Regions from separate parts of the Mus musculus genome. Here regions 1 and 3 are each linked to region 2. The links are chromatin contacts, called in public HiChIP or PLAC-seq and promoter capture Hi-C maps. All regions are on one chromosome and are shown on one strand. The core of a region is the stretch at or near the end of the contact, and the rest is flanking DNA. Distances in the headings are between cores, read along the strand shown. Region 1 holds the start of Pitpnm3 (PITPNM family member 3). Region 2 overlaps Gm33249 (a long non-coding RNA gene). Region 3 holds the start of Pimreg (PICALM interacting mitotic regulator).

Region 1 (3,390 bases), core at 383-2,882, 750 kb after region 2:
CACAGGTCAAGAAGAGATTTCTCTAACTACTCTTGCTACTGTGGTGCCCTGGCAAGAGACCTGGATCCGGACGTCCAGACCTGTGCTCACACATGAGCACATGTAGAATGGGTAGCAGAGACGCATGCTCTTCCTTTATGAAGAGCAGGGGTGGGGAGGGACCAAGGCAGGAGAAAGAAGGGAGCAGAGAGCCTTTTCCAGCCTCCTGGTGTCATCTCACTGTGCCTCCCTCGGGAGGGGAGGGGAGGGAAGTGGGAAAGGGGGTGTTTAGATGCATTTGCTTATGCTGTCTCACACAAACAGCCTCTCCCTCACAGGATTCCTCTGCCACACCTGAGTCACAAGGCCAGTCCATGCCAAGGATTGGGACCTGTCCCAGGGTCGCAGGCAGTTCAATGGCACTCACATCTAGAGTGCGGGCAGGTGGTCATGTTCATTCCATCTTTGCCATGCCTATGGGTGGAGAAGTGGGGTTCACACCAGGCCCCACGGGGATGGCATGGCACCTGCCAACGTCACAGGCTGGGAGTGAGTTCATGGCAGATTCTCACACGCCAGAGCTCCCAAGCTCAGGACTGTTGAGACCAGCCTCATCCATTTGTGGCCAGCCCTATGAACACTGGCTTTCCTCAACTTGGCCTTTTAGGGCACTGTAGGGGTCCAGGGCACAGAGTGGGGAGTCCGGGGCTAAACCTGGTCCCCTCCAGGTCCTAACCAACTCACAGGGCCTGACATCAGAGCAGATGCTGGTGAATGAACGCCTGACTGGATGAATGAAGGGACGACTAACACCTACTCCCTGGGATCCTTGGGCTACAGCTCTGAGCTTGCAGGAGAGCCGAGCCCATGGGACCCCAACAGAGGCCCCGCCTGCCTAGCCCGGCACCTGAGGCTCTGCCTCTGGGTCAGGTGGGAGGCGGGGAGGCTCCCCAGCCATAGTGTACCCCTCCAGCGACGGGACCAGTAATCTGGGTCTCTTAACCCAGCTGGTGGCAGGGGCGGGGGACTGTCGCATCCAAGATAGAGAGTGACAGGACAAGGGGGCGCGTCCTGGTTTGTTGGGGCGTGGGATGGATCAGCGACCGCGGGACATCCCCTTTGGGTTCCGGTGCCGGGGTCTACTCCCCCGGTCTCCCGGAGGGCAGCGACAGCTCCGAACTGCCGACTGGACTGAGGAGCCGTGGACCTGACCCAGTGCAGCGGGGCAAGCGGGATGCGGTGTCCCACGAGGTGACTGGGGGCGCGGGAAGGACGCAGGGCGCGCGGAGCCCCTTATGCACGCCCCGGGGTCCGGGCGGGTCGCCGCGGTCACTGTGCCTCCGCCCACCTGGTTGGGGGGCTCACCTGGGCCGAGCGATCCCTCCCGCCACCCGCCGAGCGCCCCGCGCCGCGCTCACCTGCGCTGCCCGCCTTGGCCATGTCCCGGGCGGCGGGCTCCGCTGTGCTGCCGGCGCTGCTCGCTCCCGGCCGGGCCCCGGCGCCTTCGGCCGGAGCGGACTCTCCGGGCGCCGCGCCCCGCGCCCCCGCCCCGCTCGCTCGGCCGCCTCCACCGCAACCGCCGCCGCCTCGCCGCTCCCTCCCGCTCCCTTAAAGGAGCCGAGCGGCGACCGCGCCGCCCCCCCTCCGCGCCGCCGGGGAGGGACTGACGACGGAAGGCGCCCGACACCGCCCCCGCGGGCCCGCACCCCCGCCCGGAGCCGCGCGGCCACCGCAGCGCGCGGGAGGCGCAGCCCACTGATTGCGGCCACTGAGACCCCGACCCTCGCTGAAAGACAGACGTAGACAGACTCCGGATTACAGCTCGGAGACGCTGCGGGCCAGGCAGGGATGAAGACATGGACTGCGAGCCTGGGGCGCAGTGACCCTGAGACAAGGCACCAGAAAGAGGCGCTCCTAGGGCAGAAACACCCTTGGGAGAGAGAGAAATTCAAGGAAATCGGAGCTGGCTAGAGTCTGTGAGGACAGGGAGAGCAAGGAAGACCAGGACCCAGGAGACTGAGAAACCTAGAACGAAGTCTCGCAGAGATGAGAGGGGACTTCTCCATCAGCTCCCAACTCCAGGGATGCTGGATGCCTGCATCTGCTCTAGTCTCAAGAGAGGAAAGCTTTTGTCCTTTAGCACTAAAGGATCCGTTAAACCTGCAAACCCCACCTGCCAGTAAACGCTAAGCAGAGTTTGTGGGGAGCCTGGCAGAAAGCAGTGTGTCCCCCTAACACTTTCTCACAGAAGTGCTGACATTCTAATTAGCGGGCCTCCTGAGACATTTAAATTGTGGTTTCTGCCCACTGCAGTCAGGGGATCCACAGGAGATGGTCAGTCGTTTTAGATGGGGCCTAGAAGGTAGGGTCCTGGAGAGAGCAGTCGGCTCCCTAGCTCAGTTCCAGGCGAGGCCACTTCCTCCCTGCTGACGGTTAGGGTGAGGGCTAGGCTCCTTAGAGGACTGTTGGGCCTTCCCTGAAGCCTGTTTTTCTCCCACAGTCTGCAGCCAAGCACCCACACTGGGCACTAGACAGTTCCACCCCTAGGCCAGCCAGGACTTAAGTGCCCCATCCACTGCCCCATAGAAACAAAGCACACAAGGGGCCTCTACGGGACACACCCATTTCTGGGCTTTGACTCCTTCAGCCTATCCAGGTTAATCAGCCTTACACTCCCTCTTTAGTCTATCAAAGGCTCAGCCTCAGGCAAGAGTCTTCCCGAAACTTTTGCACAGAGCTAGCAGCAACAAAGTTCTTCACCTCAGCGAAAGGAAGTCTGTATCGCCTACTCATGGACCTCTCCCTGCTTTCTGATGCCTCATCTACCAAACCAGGCTTTCCTAGGGTCCTCTGTGCAGACCGAACAACGTGCCTTCACTCACGACAGCTAGCTAGCATGCTTTGACAAAGATTCTCCATCTTAGTTTTAGCTATGACTGTCTCACCTCTCAAAAAACCCTTTAGTCCCAAGGACTCCAGAGTGGGACAGCAACACATCTTGTAGACATGGAAGTTCAGAAGCCCCAAAGTCCTGGATCCAAAGCTGTTCACCATCTCAGGCCACTGGCTACTAGCAGGGAGGGCACGGATACCACCTTTCTACCTCTAACTCTGGAGTGCTCCCCCATATTGGAACTGCAGTCTGTGTGGCTTTCTGTGTGAACTTTTGTTAAGTCTGGATGTACCCTCTGGGGTGTACTGTGTCACCCCACTTTATGCAGAGGAAACAGGCTAAGACAATTCACTGTCCTACAGAATTCCATTTCAGGCCTGAGCTCTGTCCCTCTGGGTCTCCTCCTTCTTACACTTCCCTGAGGCTCTGGGAATTTCAGAAGCTTAGCAGTTTGTATAATGTCTCCATTTGGCCACCTGGTCTGTGGGTCCATAAGTAGTGACAGTGGACACCACTGA
Region 2 (3,266 bases), core at 191-2,690:
AGTGTGCAGCAAGGAGGAAGATGTGGATGCTTAGTGTCAGAATGGTTAGGGGATGGTCGCTGGCTGCAGCTGTCCTACAGGTGTAGGGCTGCCCTTGGCTGCTCTCTTTACTTGTGAGTAATTCCACAAGGGCAAATCGACTGACAGTCCTCATTTGCCAAAGTTCCCTAGAACTGTCAGAATGAGAGTCTCCTGTGGAAAGAGGATCAAGGCAGTACAGCATCTTGTTCTCCAGAGAGAGTGGTATAATGGAGATTTGGTGCCCCCTCCACTGGGTGAGTTCTGTAATAACTTATTATGGGGACCAAAGCGGATCTCATCCACTGAGTGTGTCCCGGTGAGACCTCTGGTGTAGGGGCCTGGTGGAGAGACACAGGTTGCTCAGCTGAAAACATCTGGCTCTTTGTAAGAATCCAAACAATGTGTCTTGGTTCTAAAAGCATTTGTTCACTCAAACTTTGTTTGTATATGTTAATGAAGTGTTTTCATTCAGAAATACAAGCATGAAGAAAAGAGAGCCACACTCATGATTTGGAACAGGACTCTTATCTGAGAGATAAAAAGCAAGGCGAATTAAAAACTCAACTAAGAAGATGTAAAGTGGTGTGTGTGTGTGTGTGTGTGTGTGTGTGTATGTGTGTGTGTGTGTGTGTGTGTGTGTGTGTGTGTTTTACTGGCACCTGGAACACAAGGACATCCTCTTTGAAGAGTGGTCTTGCAGATCTGAATTATATTTTGGAGCTCCAAAAACAACATGGAGAATAGAGGTCCAGGCAGGAGATCTGCAAGTGCCAAGAGCCTGAGAAAGGAAACCCTGATTTTTTTAAAGACTGGTTTGACTGCAGACTAGAAGAAGATGATCCTGAGTTTTTAGAAAGAATTTGCTTCAGTGGTGAGAAGCAGGTGTATGTGGGATGCTGAAGCCAATTTCAGCATTAACATCCCAAAGCTGCAGGTACTTTCAGGAGGTAAAGCCCAGTTCTGTTGCAGAGTGCAGCCAGGAGGTATCTGTTGGCAGGATGATTTCAGTACCCTCTGTAGCATACTTGTGAAGGTCAAGAGATGCAGTGCACAGGACACACGTATCTCCGCCCCTAGCTCATAGAAAGTACTTGATACTTGCTGGCTCACATTTGTATTGTTTAGCCTGGATTTAAATTCTGTCCCATTCTCTTCTGTATGCCATCTTCTAGCTCTATCTGACCCAGTATCTGCATCTCTTGGCTTATCTGTCTCAGTCCTTCATTCTGCTCTCATTCCCTTTCACTCTCTCCGCTCTTTATTTTATTCTGTTTCTGTCTCCCCCTTCCCTCCTGCCAGACTGAGAGCAGCTGTGTGCTCAGCCCAGGATCCGGCAGCTCTCCGTGGTGCTGACGAGGATGATGGGTCCCAGGCTTCCACCCTTCATTAGGGACCAGAGATGGATGGTGATGTTTTCCCCCTGAGCAGCCAATCAGCGAAGACTCTCCATCTGCTGCAGCAGGTAGAGGAGCCTCCTGCTCTGGAGCACATAGGAGCCCTTGGTCATGAGAGCAGCTGCCTTTCCACCCCCTCATGCAGGCACACTTAATCCTGCCTTGTCCTGGCCCATATGGCCTCTGCGGGGGCTGGAGCAGGGGGTGCTTCCTGGTTTCTGGACTGAATCGAAGCAGATTGGAAGAGGATTTATTTCTCCCGCTCCAGTGGTGCACAGCGGCTCCCCTGGTGTGTGTGTGTGTGTGTGTGTGTGTGTGTGTGTGTGTCACAGCCCTTTAGGAAATACAAGCTTTTTCTCCATGGAAAATTTGCAGAAGAATGGTGGCAAAATCTTTACTCCTCAAAGGTTGGGGGGGGGGGTGGAGGTAAAATGATCTGATAGGATAAAGTGTGACTGAGGAACTTCCAGCATCCATCTCAGTCCTGACTTCATCACTGTGTGATCTTGGAGAAAGGGTAGCTTGGACTCCTTTCTCCAAAACAAAGGCACTCAGGCTTATTCCTGGACACAGGAGTGGGCTTGGCAGCTGAGCTGTGTACGGACCAATAGCTTAGGATTTGGAGTGTTTTCTAGGCTCGGGTTCTGTGCTGTGTGCTTTACATGCATTACTGTAAAACGCCCTTAATCTAATAAAGTAGGATCCATTTGATGGCTGAAGAAGAAAATGAGGCCTCTGAGAGATCACACACATGCACACATATACACACACATGCATGCACACACACACACACACAGACAGACAGACAGACAGACACACACACACACACACACACAGAGAGAGAGAGAGAGAGAGAGAGAGAGAGAGAGAGAGAGAAGCTACTAAGTGAGCTCAGGTTTGTCTCACTGCAAAGTTCATGACCCTCTCTTGCACCTTGTTCCCCACACTGCCCTGGAAGCTGAGCTGTGGCTGATGTCCTCAAATCCAGTTGTCTTGCTGGGCAGATGGCAGGGTCTGAGTTGGCAAATCTCAGGATGACATCCAGGCCCCTCACCCTTGGCCACCCCAGAGGACACTTAGAGAGAAGGATTTCGAAGTTCCTTACCCCAGAAAGAGACCATCTGCTCAGTGATAAAAGTCTACGACTTTCTCTAACACTTTCAGCCATCAGACGCTAAGCAGACCAGGTGTCTGATGACTTATTTGTCTAGAGAGAGCAGAGTTGTATCTGGATAAAGAAGCTCCTCCGGGTGCAGGAGGCCCTGCTTAGTACGGTAAGATTCTAGCCCAATGCCTGCATTGTGCAGAGGGCTGGTGCTCTTCTGCTGTCTTGGTTTTTCATTATAATGATTGAAATGAGGGTCTGGTTCGTGTTAGGATCTCTCAAATTCTGGCTCCAGCTGCCATGCCTAGTACTTGAAGCCATGCTTTTCTGTCATGGTAGACTCTTATCCCTCTGGAACCATAAAACCAAAATAAACTCTTTCCTCTATAAGTTGCTTTAAACCATGGTATTTTATCACAGCAACAGAAAAGTATTGCACACTCAACCTTTCTGGAATAGACTTAGGAGGCTCAGCAGGGAAGGATTCAGAAGTGAGTTGAGTTTCTGTAACTTGGATGTCCAGCTTTTTAAGTATGAATTTGGCTACACTTCCTACTTTCAAATCAGAATGGGCTTAGTCTCTCACTTGTCATATTTTAGAAAATAATCTCAGTAAATGAAGAAATTTGGTGATTTTGGATCATGTGTACAAAAGCAAAGCCTCGGTGCAAACTCAATACTAAAAAGTCAATTAGTTAAGCTGCTTCTTTAGACTTGAGGTAGAAAGATGGCAGATATGACCTGCC
Region 3 (3,510 bases), core at 517-3,016, 650 kb after region 2:
TAAACATGATATGTCCTGTGCAAAAAACAAAACACAAACACACAGTCACAAAGATAAATGCCTACAAACATATCCTCTGCCTAGCCAGCTCATTGTCAAGGTCTCACGTTTAGATAACGGTACAGTTCTCTGATTGATTATTGGAGATTTGGTCTGGAAATACTTGTCTCTCTACACATGCTGAACTTGAGACCCATGGGTGTAAGAAGGAAGAAAGCACAGAGTTTAATAAGTCACAAGTTCCCCTTGGTGAGATTAGAGAGACTTTGGGGGAGCAGGGAACCAGTGTCTTGGCTCTGTTGGCTTTATGCAGCCAGCAGGAGGTGACAGGACCCAGAAGAGTGCTGGCTTCAGGAGTCAAGGGAGAGACCCCAGCTGGAAAAGGGTGGGGTCTGAGGAGCAACAGTGAGGGGGTCAACCCTGGTCACACAGACAACGTCCCTGCATGCATGGCCTTTGGGTCCTTCACCCTGCTACAGTTAGTGAGTGAAGTGTACGGCCAGTCTCTCCACACCCCAGCTACCTCACAGAGCTGCAGAGCACTGGGGATAAACTGGGCTTGCTGATAGAAAGGGAGTGTTTGCAAGTGCTACACACAAATCAACCATTATTATTATAGGGGGTTGGGAGGTAAACACTGAGGTCAGGAGAGGGTCAGACAATCCTGACACCAGGAAGAGGCCTGAAGAGTCTCTAGGAGTCTCACTCCAGGCTGAGGAAAGGAGAGAGGAGGGAGAAGAGAAATTCTTTTTTGAGGACCGATAAGAAGGCCCCATTGTGGTGGCACGCCAGGCCCCTTGATTTCAATCTTGGGGAGGCTGAGTGTGGCCAGTTAGAACCAACCACCTCTAACTCCAGCTCCAGAGGGTCTGACTTCCTCTTCTGTGTCGCCACCACGCCACCCCACAGGCATTTACATGCACAGAGACATATAATTAAAAATAAAAATATTTTTTTTAAAAAAAGTCAAAACCATAAAAATGAAAGCATGGGAGAAAGTGACCCAGCCTGGGTTGCTGTTGTTTGTCGTCGTCGTCTTTGTTTCTTGTTTTGTTTTTTTAGCTTGCTGGCAGACTACAGGAAAGAAAGATTGAAAGATGCGTAGAGCAAGACCCGGCAGAGGAACTGACCTAACTGTGGAGAGGGTGATCTACAGTCTGTCCCCTCCTCTGAGATGTGCTTTCTTGGGCGCCGCCAGCAGGGTGTTTGTTTGAGGAACAGACAGGGGCAGGGCCATCTCGCAGGAAGGAAGAGAATTACGCGGGGAATTTGAAACAAAACTTCCCAGGGATCGCAAAGCTCGGCAGTCCCAGCCTATCGCTTTGACAAAACTACTTATCGTGGGAGAGAAGTTAGGCGGGGTGAAGGACTGAAAGGGGCGCGTGCCCTGGGTGGCGGTGACCTGAACCCCCGCAGCATCCTGCACCCTGACCTGCATGCTTGAAGAAGAGAGCTTGGGAGAACGATGGACTAGGCGCGGTCGCCTGGGACCAAGCAGCCGGGATGTAGGGAGGCGGGCTGGTCGGTAACAGTGATCCGGTGGCGACCTGGACCCCTCTGCGGCGAGCCAGGTGGGGGGTCTACGAACGATGTATGGGCGTGGCCAGGCCAATCCCAAAGCAGGATTTACAGTCACGAGAGAAAAAGACCAATCGAAATCCGGGGCGGCGGTGGTGGATGGCTGATAGGGCCAATGGGCTGCAAGCGCCGGGGCGGGGCGGGGCCGCGCGGAGTTTCAAATCGGCTGCGGTGGGCTAGGAGAGGGTGTTGATCTTCGGGTCCGGGTATCGAGCAGGGAGGTGAGCATGCGGGGTTACCGAGGGGCTTAAGGAGGGGGGTGGGGGACGGTCTCACGGGGAGCTCTGAATGGGGAACGGGTCAGGAGCTCTGGATAGGACCCACAAGACAAAGGGAATGTCTAGGAGTTGCAAACGCCCCATCGGATCCGAGGCCTTGGCTGGATTGCTAAATCTGCTCCGGAGAGGAAAATTTGTGAAAACAGCATACTGCTGGTGCCCTGCGTAAGCGCCGAGGCTCCGTGACCTGTGTGCCACTCCACTTAGCCTATGGGGAATAGGCTAGGATGGAAAGACGGACAAATTGCCGCCTTGCAACGGAGGCAGCTGCTGACCATGATGCCATTGGTCATCTTTCTGGCATCCACAATTGCCCAACAGGCCTACCCCGCGAGGTTCCACTTCATCTCTTTCCCAGTTCCCAAGGTCCCTGGAGCCTTGGAATGGGGTCAGGGAGTACTTTGATGACCTTTTGACCTCCCCAGGATCTAGCGGGCAGCGGAAACTGGACCAAGCACATGGCGTCTCAGTGGCAGGGCATGAGGACCTCTGTGCGCAGACGATCACTCCTAAAGGAGGAACAGCTAGAGAAGAAGGAGGTGACCCGGTCTGCTGGGGGTCATCCGGAGACCGGTCCCTTGGGCTCCCTGTGCAGACAATTCCAAAGGAGGCTGCCTCTGAGAGCGGTCAGCCTGAACCTCGGTAACGGCCCCTCCTGGAAACGCCTGGAAAGTCCAGAGCCAGAGCAGCAAGGTCTTCAGGCTGCAGCTCGCTCAGCCAAAAGCGCCTTGGGTGCCATGTCCCAGGTAACAATGACACCACCAGCCGTCTGTTTACAGAAGCGTCCTTGGTGTTGACTGTCCCTATCCTCAGGGAGACCCCAGGAATATAGACTCCATGGGGTCTTGGGGTTTGATTAGGTTCTTGCCATTTTCCCAGAACCCCGGTCATTCTGGCACATAATAGTTTCCCAACAAATCAGTAGGTGAATAAAGTCATGGAAGAAATTGGTGTTCCCCATGCAAGGTGACCTGCCATGTCCTGTGATAGAAAATTGCAGGAAATGGCTATCTATAAAGAGATACCAGTCTCAAGCTTAGTGGATAAAGACTTCCTAGAATAGGTGACTCTTCCAAGATCACTCAGGAAAGGGGAGGTGTATGTAGGCACAGGGCCAGTGGGATGCTGTGAGTGAGTCCAGCGTGGATGCTGAAGAGAAGAGTCCCCAGTGTGAAGCTAAGCAGTCAGTATAGTGAGAGAGGTGATCCTGTGTGCTGACCCCCATTTAAAGTCTCCCAGTCACACTCTTACACCTTAGCTGTCAACTATTTGGTAGAAAAAGGCAGAGGAGCGGGGCTTGCAGAAAGGGTGCAACTTCCTGAGCGGTTCAGAAGGCAGATTTGAGGGGTGGTGTTTGTGTGTGGTGTGTCCAAGAGCCTTCGAGCAGATATCTTCTTTTAATGTTTTAATATTTATCTATGGGAGGAGCGCTTATGCAGTGGTACTTGTCTGGAGGTCAGAGAAGGAATAAGGTCTCCCTCCACCGTGTGGGTTCTGGAGATCACACGAGTTGCCTGGTTTGGTGGCAAGAAGATGTACCTGTTACGATATCATGTTGACCCCACCTAGGTCTTTAAACCTGGAGCTGGAGATGTGGGCAGGTGTCCCCTGGACAGGACAGAAGCTATGAGAATGAGCAGACCTCTAAGAAGAG

What was found. Promoter capture Hi-C pulls out the DNA fragments that hold promoters and counts their contacts. HiChIP or PLAC-seq counts read pairs in DNA pulled down with a chosen protein or histone mark.
Region 1: a promoter capture Hi-C map of HPC-7-derived erythroid cells shows a contact between it and region 2, with 4 times the contacts expected there. The contact joins the promoter of Pitpnm3 here to the enhancer-like site in region 2. A contact is called at or near these places in 6 of 39 promoter capture datasets (the HPC-7 cell line, HPC-7-derived erythroid cells, cranial neural crest and 3 more), 1 of 115 datasets of contacts at active chromatin or transcription factors (embryonic hindbrain) and 1 of 9 other capture datasets (embryonic stem cells).
Region 3: an H3K4me3 HiChIP or PLAC-seq map of embryonic forebrain shows a contact between it and region 2, with 7 times the contacts expected there. The contact joins the promoter of Pimreg here to the enhancer-like site in region 2. A contact is called at or near these places in 13 of 39 promoter capture datasets (the HPC-7 cell line, cranial neural crest, embryonic stem cells and 7 more), 6 of 115 datasets of contacts at active chromatin or transcription factors (embryonic basal ganglia, embryonic forebrain, forebrain and 3 more) and 1 of 9 other capture datasets (embryonic stem cells).

The regions. Positions count from the first base shown.
Region 1 is chr11:72,134,257-72,137,646 of GRCm38.p6, forward strand. Pitpnm3 (PITPNM family member 3) reads right to left here and starts at 1,633. Exons shown (of 20, transcript NM_001024927.2): 1 at 1,398-1,633. The coding sequence starts at 1,419.
Region 2 is chr11:71,388,386-71,391,651 of GRCm38.p6, forward strand. Gm33249 (a long non-coding RNA gene) reads left to right here. Exons shown (of 3, transcript XR_388798.2): 2 at 1,321-1,483. Among named protein-coding and RNA genes, the nearest start is that of Gm33249, 4.9 kb to the left of the region's middle. Within about 2 kb of position 1,441, at least 47 of the 459 cell types and tissues checked have an H3K27ac peak or open chromatin away from gene starts, as enhancers often do. A contact at or near this core is called in embryonic forebrain, hippocampal neurons, neural tube and 1 more, where this site is marked.
Region 3 is chr11:72,040,736-72,044,245 of GRCm38.p6, forward strand. It overlaps Pimreg (PICALM interacting mitotic regulator), which reads left to right and starts at 1,767. Exons shown (of 6, transcript NM_144526.3): 1 at 1,767-1,799; 2 at 2,282-2,602. The coding sequence starts at 2,315. It also overlaps a transcript of Aipl1 not described here.